Regions from separate parts of the Danio rerio genome. Here region 2 is linked to region 1. Evidence: chromatin contacts called from public HiCAR-type data. All regions are on one chromosome and are shown on one strand. The core of a region is the stretch at or near the end of the contact, and the rest is flanking DNA. Distances in the headings are between cores, read along the strand shown. Region 1 has its middle 150 kb from the start of rab11fip2. Region 2 has its middle 75 kb from the start of fam204a.

Region 1 (2,758 bases), core at 17-2,516:
AAAAATGTATATGCGCTATATAAATGTCTGGATAGTGCCAAATCCCAGGAGCTACATTATTTGCAGTTTTTGTTTTCGTGAATCCACCAGAGTCTGACGTGTATGCTTTTTCAGATCTCTTGAGCTGCCTGGCAAACTGGTAATAGCAAAGAAGCCATCCGTATGAAGGTAGGCAGTCAGCTGGTAAGCACTAAAAGGAACTGCGTCATACTGCTCTATATAGTTTGTATATAGAGCCTACATTGAGCCTATATAGAGTTTTCAGAATGAGCTAATGTTGGGTGTTCTTCACAAAGCAACATCGCCAACTACTGACCTGGCATGAGAAATAAATATTTTTGAATAGTAAATAATATATTTGTTTGCAATGTTATCTGTATGTATTTTTAAAGGAAAAGCTAAGTTTGCCTGCTTTTACTTGCCAGCAGAAAGTCATCAAAATAAACAAGATATAAATAAGCATAGATAAATGTTACATTGTGCAATTTGAGGGCATAAATAAATGACACATAAAAGACACTCATGTTTTATAAGATGCAATCAGCTGTTAATTAATATTTACAGTGTAGTAACATTAGTACTTGACATGTACTGTAGATGCTTACATCAACATATCATCTAAATGAGACCATCAAAATTAAGTATTATCTTAAAAATAAAGTACAAAACATTCATAAAAATCAGCAGTGTAGATCAATTTAATAGTAAAAATCTCATTTAGACCTCAATAAAAACTTTCCCTCCCACTGTTAAAGCTACTGCATGTATCCACATAATGTGTATACGGTCTCTCCCCTTAACTCTTTTTGCACTCCTGGCAAAATGAAAACTTCTGTCAGAGTCAGATTGAAATTTATATCAGTTTGTCAGGCACAAGCCAAAAACGATCTTACTCAACATTATTGTGATAAGTTTGGTGCCAGAGATAGAGGAGAAATGGAGGGAAGAGGGAGAGAAGTGCCTCACGCTTCGCTCACCAGATAAATCCAGAAGCCAAGATTCTCCACTCTCTTCTCCATCAGAAGAGCTCCCCAACCTGACCCTTCAAACAAGAAAAAAAAAGGAGAGGAAAAAAAAAACTCTTTTGTTGGGTTACTGCCTCTTTGCATAATGTTCAGCCTCCAGCTACACTGTGGTTCCAACTGCACACAATTTTCTCAGGAAAATATAATCGATCCTCCTCAAAATAGACTTGAACTGTCTGACAGTAGAGCAGCGCAGTGTTAAGCAATCTGGTGGTAACGCAGATCAAATGTAGGCGTGCTGGGAATGCCTTGCCCCTCGGTTTTGTTTTGTTTTTTCTTTCACTTTTTTTTTCCAGCACATTGGAACACTCGAGCTGAGTTTGTAATTACAGAAACACAAACCGCCTTGTCATGAACAAAACCCCAACATTAGTAGTAGCTGATATGTTGTTATCATCTTACACATAATGATGTCTGAAACCAGCACTGAGTCCATATCATTTTTTTTTGATGGTGAGCCAGCACCAGCTACTAATTAAGATTAAATTAATTAACGAGTGCCATTGTGTTTGACACCGAGATGCAACAATTGACAAACAATTTCCTTAATTGCCTAATAATTGTGCCTGATTCCTCAGTCATCTTCAGGCGAGGTAGAATGATTCGAGTTTGTGAAGGCAAGAATCTTTGAAAACAAAGAATTTATTTTCGAAAGTGGGTTTAAGGGTTATTCACTGCTGCATTTGTAATCAAGATGATCTGAAAAAACAAAATAGCTAAATGATACAGAATATCACCCATATACTGTTTGCACATATATATTTTTGGATTATTTCTTAAAACTTATAAACTTTTAAAGGTATATTTTTATGAAAATGTAAAAATGCTAAATGTTTTCCGATAAGGTGGTTTAGGGTTAGGATAAAAAATACATGCATAGAAATTACTGTCTACAAAATAACTTCATTTTATTTTTTCCATCATTATGTTTTGGCAATGGTGGTACATTCCACTGTGTGTCGAACCCAGATTAATAAAGGGACTAAGCCAAAAAGAAACTAAGAAAATGAATGAATGAATGAAGTAATGTCCCCATAAAACAGTATACACACACACACACACACCACATATATACAGTACCAATTGCAAATGCTGCCTTTAAGGTTTATTGTTGTTTTATAGATGTTTTAGATGTTTATATATATATATATATATATATATATATATATATATATATATATATATATATATATATATATATATATATATATATATATATATATATATATATATTTTTTTTTTTTTCTATTTATAATTTAATAACACAGGGTTTTTCCAAAAAATAATATGACAATGTACAAGAGGCATTATTATAGTAAATTTAATTGGAAAAAAAAACATGATTTTACATTGCAATGACATTTAATGATATTGCTGTTTTGGCTGTAGTTTTGATCGAATTAATGCAACCTTGGAAATTAAAAGATAATACATTTAAATTCTAGAAAAATATAGCAAAAAAAATAAAAAATCACAACCTACATATTTTTTAGCAAAAACTTTCCATTTGTTTGCTTCTCTGATTTTCCTCTTTTCAAAAATTTTAATAATTATTTTTCTTTAACATAAATTCGGGTGTACTAGTTTTTGGACTGTTATCGTAAGTTGTTTTGTTAGATATTCTCCTGATTTGGCTTCAGTACTGACTAATCTAATGTATAAGCACAAATATAATATTGTATAGCTTCTTATTAAAAATATGAATTTAAAACATGGATTTGTGTATATAACTT
Region 2 (2,771 bases), core at 9-2,508, 230 kb after region 1:
ATCTGAAACTGAAATATGTCTTTCATTTTTTCCTTTTACTTTCTAAGTGCAAAAGACAGTGACGGTTATAGTGGAAAAACTAAACAAGACAAAAAAAAAAATTAAACTGCACACAGAAGAGTAAAGAATTTAAGCATATCGGTTTAAAAAAAATAAAAAGTAAATAAAATTAAATTAAAAATATTTATTATTATTTATAATTATTTAGATTTGTATTTGCATGAAATTTGCAAAAAGTGTCATGCATTCTCGCGTTTATATTATGTTATAATATGTTTAGGCAACCCAAGGAAGTTGTAAAAAATTATATAACCAATTAGACATGACAGCATATGCTGTTAGTTCATTTTAACTTATTAAACTAAGTTCATCATGTTCTAACTTAATTCTATAAGTTACGCAAGCTGTTTTAACTCAGTTTAACATAATATAAGTTCAATGGACTGGTTAATTTGATTTAGCTTAAAAAAATAAGACAACCAGGATTTTTTTTATAGTGTAAGAAAAAACTTGGTGTAAATAGTAAAATTTGATGGAATAACTCATTTTCAATCACAACAAATTTATTGACCATATGAAAGAAAAGCCTTCAGACATTTATATTAAAAATCTTATTATGTATTAAAGTATATTATCATTTTAATTTTAAATCCATACATATATAAGTCCAATAATTCAGAGGAAACTGATCATTTTCGATTAATATTTCATCATAGATTTACAAACATAATATTACATTTTATTCATAAATGTAAATATTCTCCACACTTACAAATGATTTGTTTTTCGCACCATGACGTTCAATGTAAAATGCTGCTCCTCAAGCAAAACCAGTTGGGAGTCACTGATCTAAAGCTCTGGGTATGCAAGTATTGAAGAATCTCTTCATGGTTATCATACCCCATCTAGTGGCTGAAGCCGGTTAAAATGATAATCTAAAAATCACAGAAGAGCCCGAAACCTCTCTCTCTCTCTCTCTCTCTCTCTCTCTCTCTCTCTCTCTCTCTCTCTCTCTCTCTCTCTCTCTCCCCCTCTTTACTGAAAACCTCCTTACGCAAGCATGAGGAACAGAGCCAAAGATCATTTGTCAGTCAGAAACCTATCATTACAAATGCAAGTCAAAAAAAAAAAAAAACAAACTGCAATACAAAAAAAACTTTTACTTCTGTAATGCGTGATTCCTTGGAGATAAAATATCTATTCCAGTCCAGCTGTTTGTATAATAAACCAACAGCACACAGTATAAATGTAGCAGACTGAATGGATCCTGCTGTGTGTACAGCTGTGATTCCTGACCGTAAATATGGTTCATGTTATGCAGATATAAAGATGTAAGAATGTGTGAAAGCGCTGCCCCATATTGCCCCCTTGTTTCACGATGCCATTATCCGCCTGAAAACGGATCCCCGGTGAGCTTCTTCTGCGTTTTCCCTCTCAAAGAATAAGTGCACAAAATCGATCTCAGGTCTTGCGAGCGAAGCTGCGTCTTATAAGGTTACAGATGGGAACATTTAATTCACGTCTAGGGGCAATTGGCACACACATGCTAGTGAAAGAGAATATCTCTTTCCCAGAGAACCTGTGCTCCAGAAGTGCTCCACCTGTTCCTCGATGCATTTTTTGCTGTCTTTTTTTTCGGGTTGAAATAAACATCTGTGTGTGAGATGTGGCCTTCAGAATGACCGACACTCAAAGAATAAAATCCTTGGTCTAACTGGAGACACATTTTCATACACTTGAACAATGCTATTTCAACTTAATTTAGCCAAATTAAACCCAAGCCAAAAAATCATTTAGAACTTGAAAAAATCAACTTGTACAAAGTTTACTTATTTGAGCAAATCTTAACCATGGCAGCCCCACCAAAAAAAAGGATTGCAGTTCTTAACTCCTAATGTCCCTATAGTTAACACACTCAATGCATTTTTTTCCAACACATACCATAATTTCTAAAATATCAACCTCTACTAAACGGTTGGTTGATATGTTGGTTTATGGTAAAAGAAAATAATTAATGCATATACAATGAAACATTTGAAAATTTGAAGTGTAAGACCAATTTATTTAAAAACTTAAAACTAAACATCTCTAAATACTAAATCATCTTTATTTTTATTAAATATGCCATGAAATATTTCAGATTCTTATTTAAAATGTTTTTTTTTTTTTTTTTTTTACAACAAAACCAAAATCAAGTGAATTAGTGCAAGATGATTATTTTATTTTATTTTAATGTAAACCAACAATGCTGTGTGTGTAAACCATTCATTCTTTGAATTATTTTAACAGTCAACGTGCTAAAGTGATAGTTCACCCAAAAACAAAATGCTGTCATCAATTATAGTAATACCCTTTCACTTGTTTTAAACCTCTTTGAGTTTTTTTTTCTTTTTCTGTAGAACACCAAAAACTTAACTATTGACTTCCATAGTATTTGTTTATCATATGTTACAGGTTTTCAGCTTTCTTAAAACTATCTTTTTTGTAGTTGATATACTAAAGAATCTAATAAAGCTTTGGAACCTCTTGAGTGTGAGTAAATAGTGAGCACATTTTCGTTTTTGGATGAACTATGCCTTTAAAAACCTGTTTCATTACTGTTGCAGTTGGAACCTAAATATTTCAATGACCTTTAGTATTTATATGTAACATATGCACTGGGCAAGTAAAGAAACTGATCTTAGAGCTTTCATCAGAACAAGTATTGCTCATTGAATGAAGAAACAAATGTTATTGTGTTAAATAAAGCCACAAGGTAAATTAAAAACCAA

What was found. HiCAR-type assays count read pairs that join an accessible place to other places.
Region 2: a contact with region 1 is called in a HiCAR-type map of caudal fin, with 4 times the contacts expected there. The contact joins two enhancer-like sites. A contact is called at or near these places in 1 of 18 Hi-C or Micro-C datasets (caudal fin) and 1 of 4 datasets of contacts at active chromatin or transcription factors (caudal fin).

Annotation. Positions count from the first base shown.
Region 1 is chr13:22,606,680-22,609,437 of GRCz12tu, forward strand. No RefSeq gene overlaps it. Among named protein-coding and RNA genes, the nearest start is that of rab11fip2, 150 kb to the right of the region's middle. Within about 2 kb of position 1,267, at least 2 of the 62 cell types and tissues checked have an H3K27ac peak or open chromatin away from gene starts, as enhancers often do. A contact at or near this core is called in caudal fin, where this site is marked.
Region 2 is chr13:22,836,248-22,839,018 of GRCz12tu, forward strand. No RefSeq gene overlaps it. Among named protein-coding and RNA genes, the nearest start is that of fam204a, 75 kb to the right of the region's middle. Within about 2 kb of position 1,259, at least 2 of the 62 cell types and tissues checked have an H3K27ac peak or open chromatin away from gene starts, as enhancers often do. A contact at or near this core is called in caudal fin, where this site is marked.